Linked DNA regions of Mus musculus: regions 1 and 2 are each linked to region 3. A link is a contact called in public HiChIP or PLAC-seq and promoter capture Hi-C data. All regions are on one chromosome and are shown on one strand. The core of a region is the stretch at or near the end of the contact, and the rest is flanking DNA. Distances in the headings are between cores, read along the strand shown.

Region 1 (4,550 bases), core at 200-2,699, 340 kb after region 3:
GTGAGTGTCGAGGTCTTAGGAGTGGGAAGCGCCTCCGAGCTGAGAGCGCTGAGGTTGCTCGCCCAGCGAGCCGGTGGGCTGAGAGCGTTGCGGTGTTTGCCCAGCAGGCCGGGGTGCTTGGGTGGGTGGTGCGGCTCGGTCCCCTTTAGTCCGAGGGTCCCGGGCAAGGGGCGCGGGGCGTCGCTCTGTCCACCCGGAAGCCGAGAACAGCGCCGCGGAGCGTGGAGCGGCGAACTGGAGGGGTCCAGGTACACTGTCACAGCCTGGCAAGACTGCCAGAGTCGCCAGGAGCCTCGGCCTGTGGTCGTGACCGACTTCTCTTGTCTTCCTTCCAGTCCTCTTGGAGATCTGATGGCCGAAATTCTGCAAACAAAAATCATGTTGATCTATGCAAAGAGCAAATGGCTTTTAGTTTCTAAGACAAAGATATATTGTCCCTAATTTCACCTCATATTGGGAGGGTTCTGTATTTTCACTGAAAGTTTAGCGGGAGATGCTTATACTCGAACTCTTTCTTTCTTCCTACAATGTCTCTTTGTCAAACTTTTAAAAATGAGCTTCTGGTAATTTGTTCCTTGATTGTAACAATGTCCAAATAGTTTGAATCAGTGACATTTTGTAAGGTAGACTCAGGAATTCAATTTTAAAGAGTTGTTTACGTCCATTTAAGGAGCATGACGAAGAGTGGCATTTGCACTGTTCTGTTTTAGATAATGCCTGGCAGATATTGTTGGCCTATATTTACCTATATGTGTGTAAACGCATGCCTGTCTAGTTTGTTGTATAATGAAGAAGTGACAGATAGTGTAGTTGTCTAACTTGAGGGGGTGTGGGCATCGGTGACAGTGTCAGGCTGGCCTTGAAAGTTCCAGTCTCTCACCTCGGCCTCTCTAAGGCTGGGATCACAGGCACGGACCATCACACCTGGCTACACACGCAGTTTGTAGTGTATAATGTCTGTGGTACTTTCTTAAGAGTAGCCTCCTTTGTGACATCGTGTTAAACTCCTCTGTAGGCATTCTTGTATTTAGGATACATTGACAAGTGTTCAGAAACCTACTTTGCTGCAGACTAATCAGACTAGATGCTATGATTCCAAGCTGGGGGCACTTAAAGTATGCTGACATACAGGTGTTGACCTTTCTTGAATCACTTTGTTGAGATTAAGGTCACCTGTAAGCTCCTTCTAAGCTGAGGAAATAAGGATGGGGAGGTCCTGTCTTTGAAGTCTGCAGTGTCTGTGGGTGCCTTGCTCCTAAGGGAACCCTCAGTAGATATTTGTTGAATAACAAGTGAAGTCCTTCGAGGGTGGAGATTGTAGGAGGCTGTGTGGAGGTGCAGTGGGAAGTGGTTTAGTCCAATGCATCCTCTGAGAGTTTGCTTCTGTAGTAGGAAGATCTCTCTCTTTTTAAAGTTTGTAGTAACCGTTTTATTTTTCATTTTTTGTAGTCGGCCAGATATTTTGTTGGAAACTGAAAAGAACAAAATGCCCAGCACCCCGACAAGGATCTGAAGGGCTTAGATCCTTCACATCCTCTTAAAAATCGCTTGCTGCCAAGATGTCAGTACACACTTCGCATAGCAGACACAACATCGGAAGCCTGGAGGTTTCTTCTTCACAGAAGATTTCAGCATCCAGTGGCCTCGTCCACAGCAGCCGGCTGGAACTGCACTTGAAGGCAGATATGTCAGAGTGTGAGAATCATGATCCATTCGTGAATGCTGGAAGTAAAACCATCGACATAAATAGCACTTATGTTATCTCTGCCTGTAAAAAAACAAGAGAGACTCCTGTTACCTCTGACCCCCGGAGACTGAGCCTCCAGAGAAGGGCTACTTGTGGGGACAGAGAGTCGTCTTTACTTGGAAGTGAGTTGGGAAACAGAAGAACAGCAGACACAAGTCTTAGGTTACAACGGCGGCACGGTAGAGCGGATTATGTGGGAAAGTGGGAGACATTGAATCCTGTGGGAGGTAACCCAGGAAGTGACTCTGCCTCCCAGGCATCGAGGACAGAAGCAAAGGGTGTAAATAATGATACCCGTGTCCTGTCGTCTGTCGTCTCCGTGAAAGACTCCAACGACACCGGGTTGACGAGATGCAAAGACCCAGGTCCTCCCGTTGGTGCCTCTAATGAAAAGGTGACAGTTAAGGACACAAACAGTAGAGCGCCTGTGGGTTCCCAGCGTCAGACTGAAGCTATGAGATCAGGACACTTAGTGGTGCAACTGACCGAGAGCAAGTCTGATACCCCAGTGTCAGGAGGAAGAAACTCACACCGTGGGAATGCTGGCAAGGACACTGCTAAACAAGTCGGTACATTTGGAAGCTCAGATACAAGAACCCCAGTGAAATGTGTTTTAGAACACAGATGGACACCAAGGCATGACCCGCCTCCACCGAAAAGCCCAGCTTTATCCACACCGAAAAACAATGGGAAGGACATCCCGAAACATGGCAGTACATTCAGAAGCGCGAGCTCAGAATCGAGGACCCCGGTAAAATGTGTCCCAGAACACAGATGGACACCAAGGCATGACCTGCCTCCACCGAAAAGCCCAGCTTTATCCACACTGAAAAACAGGATTGCAAGCCCTCGAGTTAAACCGAGGCCCAAAAGTTCTCTTTTTGCAAATAAAAGGGAAAGCTCACGAGAAAGCACACTCCCTCCAGAAGAAAACAGTCTAGTTCAGAAGACCTTTACAGAGCCAGACTCCTTAAAAGTAGAGAACAGTCAGGTGACCGTGGCGGTGCGCGTGAGGCCTTTCAGCAAAAGGTACGTCCGGCGTGTTAGCTCTCAGGCCGAGAATTCCATGTCATTATGTGTCTGTAAGACTCTGCTTCTAGAAAGCCAGTGTCTTTAAAGTCATTGGCATTTTCTCTTGGTACGGGGAATTGAACCCAAGACCCCATGTAGGTAGATATAATTGAGCCACATCTTCAGCCCACCAGTGTTTAGGCTTTGATTGTAGTTATACTGGTTATTTTTATAATAGAATACAAAATTAAAATCTATATTTTATACCCATATATAGGCATACACACACAAACACATACCTCTTTTAGAAACCGAGCCAGGCAGGATTGTGCACACTTTTAATCCCAGCATTTGGGAGGAGGAGGCAGGTGGATCTTTGGATTTGAAGCCAGGCTGGTTTGCGAAACAAGTTCCAAGCCAGCCAAAGCTACAGAGTGAGGCCTGGACCTAATGTGGCCAGGGGCAGGGGGAGGTGCCCTGAGTGAGTCATTTCATTCTCTCATGCAATCGCCTCTCAAATCTTTGATTTGTAGTGCTTGGGAATGTCTTCTTTCCTTTCAAAGAGCCACACAAGCTCATAGCTTCCCCAGAGAATGTTCTAGAATGGCATTCATCAACCGTATCACCTGCATTTGGTACATAGTGCTCATAAATGCAGAGGCTTAGCACACTTGATTTTGAAGGCATAGAATATTTCTTTAAAGGTGATTGCAGTTGGCGAGTCACAGATTATTGATAAGACTTTTAAAAAGTCAGCTGGGTGTGGAGGCCAGGCCTTTGGTCCCAGAGCTCACAGGCAGATCCCTAAATTCAAGGCCAGCCTGGTCTACAGAGTTAGTTCCAGGAAAGCCAGGGCTACACAGAGAAACCCTGTCTTTAAAAAAAAAAAAAAAGTAAAAATACTTATAAATGAGTGTATGCGTGTGCAATAAAATTGCTTGTAAGAATTTTTTTTTCTTTCTTTTTTTGAGACAGGGTTTCTCTGTGTAGCCCTAGCTGTCCTGGAACTCACTCTGTAGACCAGGCTGGCCTCGAACTCAGAAATCCGCCTGCCTCTGCCTCCCTCCCAAGTGCTGGGAGCAAAGGCGTGCGCCACCACTGCCAGGCACTTGTAAGTATTTAGTTGTTAGTATGTGGGAAACTTAGTGGATTTGGTGAGCACTATTTCAGCAAAGGAACTTAAAAGAGTTTGAACTGAAAGAGTAGTTCGAGGTAAGTTAATAAGTTATATAAAGGTTTTTGTTTTGTTTTGTTTTAAAGCAAATATGTGGTGGTGATAAGGGAGAGAGATGCTGGTGAGTTGTCCTAAGAAAGTCAAACTAACAAAAGCGTCACATCCATGAAAGGGGGAGAGGTGGTAGAGAGGCCGCAGGAGGGGAGGAGCAAAGCCCAGGATGGGTGACTGCAACTGTGGGGTAGTAAAGGACCAAGGAAGGGCCTGGCTGCAGACTCCAGACTCCGCTGGGAAGAGTTGAAGGGAGGGGGTGGGGGAGGGGAAGGGAGGGATTGATGACACAGATGGTTTGGAGGACACGGTAGATTTTAAAGCAGATTCTCAGGCAAGAGGCTGACAGCTGGGCCAGCAATAGCGGGTTTTCTACTAAGTGAAGACTTTCTAAGTGGGTGGAAGGATGCAAATGAAGCCTGGAGGTTTTAACTGAGGGAAGCTCATGCAAGGAAGGACACCCCACCCCAGCCCCACCCCCACCCCGTATTAACAATTGGCAACAGTATCCAGAGGACTCCAGTGTCCTCCAGGTTCATTAAGACTGTTTATATTTTATGCCAGCCT
Region 2 (4,553 bases), core at 394-2,893, 490 kb after region 3:
TTTATTTCGGGCATTTCCACTGGCGGAATGATTAGCGCTAACAGCTTTCCCCCTCCGTTTTATTTTACAGGGTCTCTTCATCTTCCTGATATATGGGGTATACAACCTAGAGGTAAGTCTGCTTGGAGTAGCTCAAGGCTGACAGCGTGAATGAGAGAAATGACAGGTTTCTTATCTTGATAACTGTAGAACAAAGTTGGCTTTCATATGAGTGTCCCACTGCCCTTCATGCTTGGGCTGGCTTATGTGCAGCCCAGCTTTACCATTAAACATGGACACCCTGAGTACAGGGACAGCCTCATTTCTCACTGGCACTGACTAATATTTTATTACTGTCTGAAGTTTTTGAATTTTCAGTGTTCAACGCTTAGCTATACCTGGTAGTTTCAGGAAATAATTTAACTGTAGTTCCATGGGGCTAGGAAGATACAATGCCTCATGAAACTATTCATAAAATACAGTTTTAAGGTTTCTGGGCAGGCTCAGAGAGGCCTGTGTTGGTAAACAATACACCGCTATGGCTTTAATTGCAAAATTTCTCAAGGAAGTTATTACAAGAAGTCATCTCGAGAAACACTATGAGAATATGGACGTGTGATTTCTTTAAGAAAACACACTATGTAAATAACTGTTCTCCAGGTCTTTTTATTAAAAAGTCTGTGGTGTATAAATACACCTAGGAAAGTTGCTGGTTTAGATTTTTGCATGCTCGCTGTGAATGCCTTTTATACATTATTAGGCACTAAATTAATATCTATTTGGTTTTGTCGATAGAACTTTTAATTTCAAGATTTTATCTAATTTCCCCCAACTGAATAAGGAACAACTTTTCAAGTTTCTAGGTATTCTATACTGGAGGGGTTGGGAGAGTGGGGTATGTATCCTAACAGAGATTTTAAACAAGAACGATGGCCAGTATTTGAGGCTAGTTAGTATTCAACGTAATAAGCAAATTCAGACAACTGAGAAAGTACGTGGCATTTAAATACCATCTGATGATGAAGTGTGTGTGGGCGTGTTTTACAGGACAGCTGCACCTGGGATTACACGTGGTTTCCCTTTGCGTAGCCTTCAGGTAGGCTGGCACTGAGACAATTTTCTGCAGCGGTCCCTCCTCTATGGCAGTCTCAAAGGCTCCTTCAATAAAGGCAAAGACAAGCGTTATTGCTGTCTCCATTCTGAAAAGGAGTAAAAGCTATCTGTAATCAATACCGTTACGAGTTTAAAGCTTTCAGGCAGAATCACAAGTACCTTAAGGAATCCTATTCTCTGTTTGATTTTGATTCAATACTTGGATTGCAAACACTAAAGTGAACCAAATGCCAATGTTCAGTTTTCAGTGTCTCCACCTTCCCTAACCCCTTCCTCTGCAGCTCCCACGCCACGCTGCAACACGCTCTCCTGGCGTCCCCGGACTTCCCGCCCCTTGGGCTCCACCTCCGGAGCGCCTTCTCCCTAGAAACCCTCAGCCACTGTCTGCCCCTCAGCAGGGCCACCAATCACGTCCCCTCGCTGCGGAAGACCCTCCGCTGTCCGCCTCCAAGTCCCCGCCCCTCCCACCTAGCCCCCAGCAGCTCCGCCCAACCGCCCGCTTGATTGACAGGCTAGCCAGGCGGAAACTGAGGCGCAGGCGCACGGGGCTCGCCGAGCGCCCCTCTGGTCCGGTCGAGGACTTCCCGGCAGACACCGCGCCGCGGCTGCGCAGAAGCGGGGAGGCTTTTAATTCCATTGTGGAGAGGACGGCGTTATTTTTATTAACTGGAGGCGACGGCGGCTGCGGCGGCGGCGGAACCCGTAAGTGTGGCCGGCGGGCCGGGGCGGGCGCGGGAGCGGCCAAGAAGGCCGCGGGGTCGAGCGCGCCGGGCCGGAGGCGGCGGGGCTGCGGACGGGAGCCGGGCGCGGTGCGGGCTGGGCGGCGGCGCGGCGGGTCCCAAACGCTGCGGTGGTCCCGGCCCGGGGCCCGGCCCTACCGCCGTTCCCCCTCTTCCCTCCTCTCCCTCCTCTCCGCAGCCAGGCCTCCTCCGGGGTATGAAAATCGGCAGCGGGTTCCTTAGCGGCGGCGGCGGTCCCAGCAGTAGCGGTGGTAGCGGCTCCGGCGGCAGCTCCGGCAGCGCCAGCGGCGGCAGCGGCGGCGGCAGGAGAGCAGAGATGGAGCCCACCTTCCCCCAGAGTATGGTTATGTTCAACCACCGGCTTCCCCCGGTCACCAGCTTCACCCGGCCGGCGGGGACGGCCGCCCCTCCCCCGCAGTGCGTGTTATCCTCCTCTACCTCCGCAGCCCCGGCCGCTGAGCCCCCCCCTCCGCCAGCCCCGGACATGACTTTCAAGAAGGAGCCGGCGGCGTCAGCCGCGGCCTTCCCTTCGCAGAGGACCTCCTGGGGATTCTTGCAGTCCTTGGTGAGCATCAAGCAGGAGAAACCTGCGGATCCCGAGGAGCAGCCGTCCCACCACCACCATCACCACCACCACTATGGGGGGCTGTTCGCTGGGGCTGAAGAGCGATCACCAGGCCTAGGAGGAGGGGAAGGGGGGAGCCACGGCGTCATCCAAGACCTCAGTCTTCTGCACCAGCATGCCCAGCAGCAACCGGCCCAGCACCACCGCGATGTATTACTGAGCAGCGGTAGCAGGACTGATGAGCACGGCAACCAGGAGCCAAAGCAGGACGCTAACGTCAAAAAGGCAAAGAGGCCAAAGCCAGAATCTCAGGGAATCAAAGCCAAGAGGAAGCCAAGTGCATCTTCCAAACCTTTGGTTGGAGAGGGAGAAGGTGCCGTCCTGTCCCCAAGTCAGAAACCTCATATCTGTGATCACTGTAGTGCTGCTTTCAGGAGCTCCTACCACCTGCGGAGACATGTCCTCATCCACACGGGCGAAAGGCCTTTCCAGTGCAGCCAGTGTAGTATGGGTTTCATCCAGAAATACCTACTGCAGAGACACGAGAAAATTCACAGCAGAGAGAAACCCTTTGGGTGCGATCAGTGCAGCATGAAGTTTATTCAGAAGTACCATATGGAGAGACACAAGAGGACACATAGTGGAGAAAAGCCATACAAGTGTGACACTTGCCAACAGTATTTTTCAAGGACTGACAGATTGTTGAAGCACAGGCGCACGTGTGGTGAAGCCATAGCAAAAGGAGCCGCTAGTGCAGAACCTGGGTCATCAAACCATAACAGTATGGGTAACCTGGCTGTGTTGTCTCAGGGAAATACAAGTTCCTCAAGGAGAAAGTCGAAGTCGAAAAGCATAGCTATTGAAAATAAGGAACACAAGACTGGCAAAACAAATGAATCACAAATGTCAAACAATATAAACATGCAGAGTTATTCAGTAGAAATGCCTACTGTGTCTACCAGTGGGAGCATAATTGGCACTGGAATAGATGAACTGCAGAAAAGGGTGCCAAAATTGATCTTTAAGAAAGGAAGCAGAAAGAATGCAGATAAAAGCTACCTTAATTTTGTGTCACCGTTACCAGACGTAGTTGGGCAGAAATCCTTGTCTGGTAAGCCAGGTGGCTCACTTGGCATCGTATCGAATAATAGTGTGGAGACCATTAGTCTTCTCCAAAGTACAAGTGGCAAGCAAGGCCCGATAAGTAGTAATTATGATGATGCCATGCAGTTTTCAAAGAAGAGAAGATACCTACCAACTGCCAGCAGCAACAGTGCCTTTTCTATCAATGTAGGACACATGGTCTCCCAGCAGTCAGTCATTCAGTCTGCAGGGGTCAGTGTTTTGGACAATGAGGCGCCATTGTCACTTATTGACTCCTCAGCTCTAAATGCTGAAATTAAGTCTTGTCACGACAAGTCTGGAATTCCTGATGAGGTTTTACAAAGTATTTTGGATCAGTACTCTGGCAAATCAGAAACACAGAAGGAGGATCCTTTCAATTTAACAGAACCACGAGTGGATTTACACACCTCAGGAGAACACTCTGAATTGGTTCAAGAAGAAAATTTGAGCCCAGGCACCCAAACACCTTCAAATGATAAAACAAGCATGTTGCAAGAATACTCCAAATACCTCCAACAGGCTTTCGAAAAATCCACTAATGCAGGTTTTACTCTTGGACACGGTTTCCAATTTGTCAGCTTGTCTTCACCTCTCCACAACCACACTTTGTTTCCAGAAAAACAGATATACACTACATCTCCTTTGGAGTGTGGTTTTGGCCAGTCTGTTACCTCAGTGCTGCCATCTTCGTTGCCAAAGCCTCCTTTTGGGATGTTGTTTGGATCTCAACCAGGTCTTTATTTATCTGCTTTGGATGCTACACATCAGCAGTTGACACCTTCCCAGGAGCTGGATGATCTGATAGATTCTCAGAAGAACTTAGAGACATCATCAGCCTTCCAGTCCTCATCTCAGAAATTGACTAGCCAGAAGGAACAACAGAAAAATTTAGAGTCCTCAACGAGCTTTCAGATTCCATCTCAGGAGTTAGCTAGCCAGATTGATCCTCAGAAAGACATAGAGCCTAGAACAACGTACCAGATTGAGAACTTTGCACAAGCATTCGGTTCTCAGTTTAAGTCGGGCAGCAG
Region 3 (4,884 bases), core at 1,101-3,600:
TCATTAAGAAGAGCAGCTGGGCAGAGGTGGGAACACAGCAAAGAAGCAGTGGTTATTGACGCTGGAGAGAGCTCAGAGAGGGCAGAGACTGTCTTAGTCTTTCCCTGAACTAATCTAAATCTCTCCAAATGGCAGCTTAAGCCTCCTTCTCAGCTTGGATCCCCACATGACCTCAGCCCCGTTAGTCCCTCACTCCTGAACAGAAGAGCCCAGGAGTCAGGGTCTGGACCTCAGCCACCCAGCTCCTGCTTGCTAACCCCAGAGGGAGCTGCTGGGGTGGCTGGGGCAACTGGAACCTTGAAACCCTAATGGCTAGGAGGCCTGAGTCCGCAGCCATGGGCCTCCTTGCTTACCCTAGCTGCACACCCTGGATGTCAGGAGACACAGAGAGGAAAGCTCTGGTGGCATTTCCCAGCAGCGGAGCTCTGAGTCAGAAGGTCACCTACTGCTGGAAGTCTGAGCAGACCTATGGCAAACAGGAAGCTAGAGTTAAGTACCAAAGAAGTCCAGGGATGGGAGGGAGGGGGAACAGTTTAGGTAAAAACACATTATCTTTCAGGAGAGCTAAGCCTGTTGCTTGTGGCACCCCCGGGCAAAGCTGGGCCAATCCAGCTCCCTTCCCCACAGGCACGCCCTTAGAGGAATCCCTTAGAGGAATCGGGACGCCTAGAACCACTTGCAGAAGTCCAGATCTTCTGTGTGTTGCTTATGAGACTATTTCCCCACTTGCAAAATTGGGGGTAGGGGAGAAGGCTAGAACCTGGCTCATAAGGTTAGGAGAACAAACAAGAACAAAAGCACCAAGTACCTCCCCGTGTAAGCACCGCTCAGCTCTCCACATCCTCCTTTTGTTAGAAGACAGGGAGCAGCGTCCCAATTTCCCAACACTGTCTCTTGCTCTAAGGAATTTGATTCACTGGCTTTGGGTTTCAGATGCTAATATTAATAAAATATATAGGATCCCACCAGGACCCCTTACACACCACCATCACCACTACCTCTCTGGGGCTCTGGCTCTCCTCCTGTTTGCTACGAGGGTAGGAAGAATGAGCTGACCTAACTTTCACATTTTCCCTTAAAACTATTCCAAACAGGCACCTGGGTTCCCGAGTGGAGCAGTCACAGATGGGGGTGGGGAGTGGGGAATGATGGCACCAAGAAGTGGATCCTCAGGACCCTAACGTACATCCCAGCCAAGACGTCTCACAGGGTTTCATCATCTGAGGCTGATGCAAGAAGCTTGGAGCCAGACTCCCCTGCCTCCCCTCCCCCAGAGGTCTCCATCCACATCTTGAGCTGCAGCTGGGTCCTCCTCTTGGGCCTTTTCCAGAGGAAGGAGCTGGGTGAAGCCTGGGAAGGGAGGGCAGCTGGTGAGGGGCCCTGTGAATGGTCCTAATGTTGGTTGTTGGGGGGCAGGGAGAAGAGTGGGGCTGGGAGGGTGCAGGGGTGAACTGGAATGGGACTTGACTTCACATTACTGGTCTCCTTTCTCATAGCCCTGTGTTGAAAAGTCTCCTGGGCTAATCCTTTATATACATTTCTGATGGCAGCGCTGGCCTCCTTTGCCTTCTAGCTTCTCCCAGGTATCTGGAGTCAAGTGCTTCTTTGTTCCTACTACTTCCCAGGCAGATCTGGCCTCCCACATCGACTCCCCCACACACAACCCGCCCCCCCCCCCCACTGTCACAAAGAGTGTGAACCAGGCCCTGTGGGTCATAAAGGTTAGTGGGACCCTGGTTTAGTGAGGAGAACCTGAGCCAGTCAGCCATCAAAGCAAACTATGAGCTTAAAGATGTTGCAGAGTGGAGGTGGGGAAATTTACTTCCACATCAACAAGAATCCCCTTCAATAAAGGTTGGCGGATTTACCGAAATAAATGCAGAAGGGACACTTCGCTGACTCTTTCAAATTGCAAATTGCTCATCTCTATGAGATGCTTTGAGGTGCAGCACACCGCCCAGCCCAGAGACCAGGTTCTTACCCATGCCTAGCCACAGACTCGCTGTATGACCTTGGGGTGTTCCTCTTTGAGTCCCGTTCCTCATTTAGGAAAGGAAGATCCCACTGAGACTGAGGTACCATGACTTCGAGGGCCGTGGTTCCCGAATGGTCAACTTCCCAGGGACGAGTCCATCATGCCACTCCCGCTTTCACTCCCAAGCCCTCCAATCCTACCCCGCCCCTCCCAGCCACCCGATGGACGGGAGCCAAGAGGTCTCTTTAAAGGCTCAAGTCCCGCCTCTGCTGCTCGTTGGGGCCTTCTATTGGCGGCCTCTGGGAGGGGCGGGGCCCTGCGCGGCTCTGAGGGGCTGGGGGTGGGTCCTGAGGTGGCTCGGCCCCCGCCCCCTTTGTTCGCGCTGCGGCGGGAGGTGGCGGTCCGGGTGGGAGGTGTGTGCGCGCGCGTGTGCCGCGCTGTAGGGAGCTGCGGGTCTCACTGCCCGCTGTCAACGAGCTCAGCACCTCCGCGCGATGGCTGGAGGAGACGCATGGGACCAGCCCCGTGGGGCCGGCCGCGGCTGAGCCCCTCTGCCGCCTCCTGCGAGCATGTCACCTCCAGCCTACGAGGTCGCTTTCGCTAGCAGGGTCCCTGCCTCCGCCTTCTGCAGCCGCAGCCGCTGCCTGGAGCAGTGGCCCCCGGACCCCCGCCCCTGATCCGCGCCCAGACCCTGGTGCCGGAGGACCATGGCTGGCCAGGGCGACTGCTGCGTCAAAGTGGCCGTCAGGTAAGGGTCGATGGCGGGGAAGGGGCGTGCGAGGAGGGGTTCGAGCTTTGTCTCGCGTGTTCTCGGGCGGGGGGCGCGGGCACCGCTCGAGCTGGAGTCTGCAGTCCAGGAGGAGGGGCCGACGCGCGCTGGCCCGGCTGCCGCAGGGGAGCGGCGGCCCAGCGGACTGATGGAAGGTGGCTTTGTTTGGGTGGTAATTTCTGGCCCCTCTTGGGAGCACTTAATGATCAGAAAATCGAATAAACAAGGAAATCCGGTATTTCACACCCAGCTTTGGCCCAGGCCGGAGCGTCTGTGTGTTTCCTCTTGTCCTCCCCATGAGGCTGCTGTCTCATTCTGGGGTATAGGAGGGAATCCCCCCTCCCCCCATCTACCCCAGTTAGCCAGTTCTACGCTCTTGATCCAGCTCACCATCCTGGGAGCGGATACAACAGACAAAGATCGGTTGTGGGACCCATGAAAGGGTTGGAATGGTGCCTTGGCTTTCCACGGGGTGCCAATGGCTTTTGGAGAAAGCCCTGCTGGTCCTGCCCCAAGAGGAGATGGTGCTAGGGAGGAAGAAAAAGGTGTATCCGAGGGACTAATCCAGAAGGGGTGAAAGGGGTGACAGGACCCTAATGCTACATTCACAGGCACAAAGGTGAAACTGAGCAGGGGGGAAGGGCCCCTAGATTTATCTGGATTCCCATTCCCGATATCTGTAGGTATTAGAAGTAATCTGGCAGACATTAAGAGGAAAGAGGACGGGACTTAGTGGGTTCTTTTCCTAGGGGCACACAGGTGCAGGGACAGGAAATGCTACAAAGTTGAACTCTCTGTTCTTTGCAGAGAGTGAAGATGCCTCCCACCAGCTCTCCCGACTGTGTTTTGTGGTCTTCTCTTTAAGAAGAACATAGTGGGAGAGTAGCAATGTGAGTGAGCTGGTCACCAACTCACAGATGCACTGAGGAACATACATCTCTGGTTCTGGCCTTATAGAGTGGGGGAGGGGAGCAGTCAAATTCTAGGGTAGGTCCTTGAGACAAGTGTTCAAATCCCCTGGGTCAGAGATGACCCAGATTCCAGGGATCCTGGGAAGAAGCTCATAGACAAGATGAGAGAAATCGATGAGATAGGTTCTCTCTTCCTGCCCCAGAGCAGATGCCCACCCCCCAACTCTGTATAATCCAGAGAGAAGGCACGGAGGCTTAGTATATAATAGCTCAGGTGCTGAGGGAGGGAGATTGAGGGCTGCTGGTCCAGCAGCTCCTACAGCAGTCAGAACACCACCCGTGCACACACTCTGCCTGGCACTGAACAGCCTGAGACAAAGAGGAGCCCTGCAGGTGTCTGGTGGGCTGGTGGGGCGGAGCCAGGCTGCCACTGAAGCTGACATTGCAGCAGGAACCTTTGGAGGTCGAGGGAAGGGGAGCACGCATGGGCCGGGTGGGAGTGAGACATGTCAATATGGCATCTACAGCAGATGGGGAGAGGGGAGCTACCTGCCGTAAAAAGAAAATGGAAGCCCAACCTCCAACCAGTGTGAACCTGGACTGACAGGACAGGAGACGGGGTGCTCTATCCATGGGGTCTTTCCTTTAGACTCCATTTTACCGGAGAGAGCCAAACAAAGGCCTTCCCCCTTGATTCATACTCCCCAGTCTGGGCCTGGCATGGTAAAATATTGGAGTTCCCACTTCAGGAGCCTGGGGGCATGGGCACCTGTATAGAAAATAAAGGGAAAGCTAGTGTTCCTTCCCACAATGACTATCGGGACGTTTCTGGGACCTTTACCACAGAGAAGGGCTGGTGGCTGCCTTCTGCACCCAGGGCTTTGGGATGCTCTTCCTAACTGGAGTCAGCTGTGTATATGAAGTTGTGTGGAAATTGAACATCTGAAGCGCTAGCCTTTCCAAGGGCTCCAAAAAGGTGAGAGCCCCGCCCACTCATTCCGTCTGGCTCTAGATCAGCCAGCCCGGCACACGCCAGACCTCAATGGGCAACCGGCCGTGCAGGCAGACAATGCCTGGACAGAGCCCAGGTTCTAATCAGAGAGCTGAGGGTGGGACTGGGCTGGGGGAAGGAGCAGATGGTGCCAGCGATGTGCTTTAGGGGGAATTCTCCTTGGTTTAGCATCTCTTCCCATGTCCCACCTCCAGTGTCACCACCTGTGTCATTGAAG

The links. Promoter capture Hi-C pulls out the DNA fragments that hold promoters and counts their contacts. HiChIP or PLAC-seq counts read pairs in DNA pulled down with a chosen protein or histone mark.
Region 1: a contact with region 3 is called in an H3K4me3 HiChIP or PLAC-seq map of the SCID.adh cell line, with 27 read pairs. The contact joins the promoter of Kif14 here to the promoter of Kif21b in region 3. A contact is called at or near these places in 3 of 39 promoter capture datasets (embryonic stem cells, frontonasal cranial neural crest and liver), 8 of 484 Hi-C or Micro-C datasets (CD4 T cells, Th1 cells, erythroid progenitors and 4 more), 31 of 115 datasets of contacts at active chromatin or transcription factors (the 230-238 cell line, the SCID.adh cell line, T-cell acute lymphoblastic leukemia and 22 more) and 3 of 9 other capture datasets (adipose tissue, liver and pancreatic islet).
Region 2: a contact with region 3 is called in a promoter capture Hi-C map of pre-B cells. The contact joins the promoter of Zfp281 here to the promoter of Kif21b in region 3. A contact is called at or near these places in 2 of 39 promoter capture datasets (liver and pre-B cells), 4 of 484 Hi-C or Micro-C datasets (CD8 T cells, LSK cells, Th1 cells and 1 more) and 2 of 115 datasets of contacts at active chromatin or transcription factors (astrocytes and memory CD8 T cells).

What each region holds. Positions count from the first base shown.
Region 1 is chr1:136,466,399-136,470,948 of GRCm38.p6, forward strand. It overlaps Kif14 (kinesin family member 14), which reads left to right and starts at 1,450. Exons shown (of 29, transcript NM_001287179.2): 1 at 1,450-2,776. The coding sequence starts at 1,560.
Region 2 is chr1:136,623,258-136,627,810 of GRCm38.p6, forward strand. Zfp281 (zinc finger protein 281) reads left to right here and starts at 1,644. Exons shown (of 2, transcript NM_177643.4): 1 at 1,644-1,794; 2 at 2,015-4,553. The coding sequence starts at 2,029.
Region 3 is chr1:136,129,040-136,133,923 of GRCm38.p6, forward strand. Kif21b (kinesin family member 21B) reads left to right here and starts at 2,351. Exons shown (of 35, transcript NM_001039472.2): 1 at 2,351-2,723. The coding sequence starts at 2,683. It overlaps Gm15850 (predicted gene 15850), which reads right to left and starts at 2,144. Exons shown (of 3, transcript NR_046170.1): 1 at 1,982-2,144; 2 at 354-466.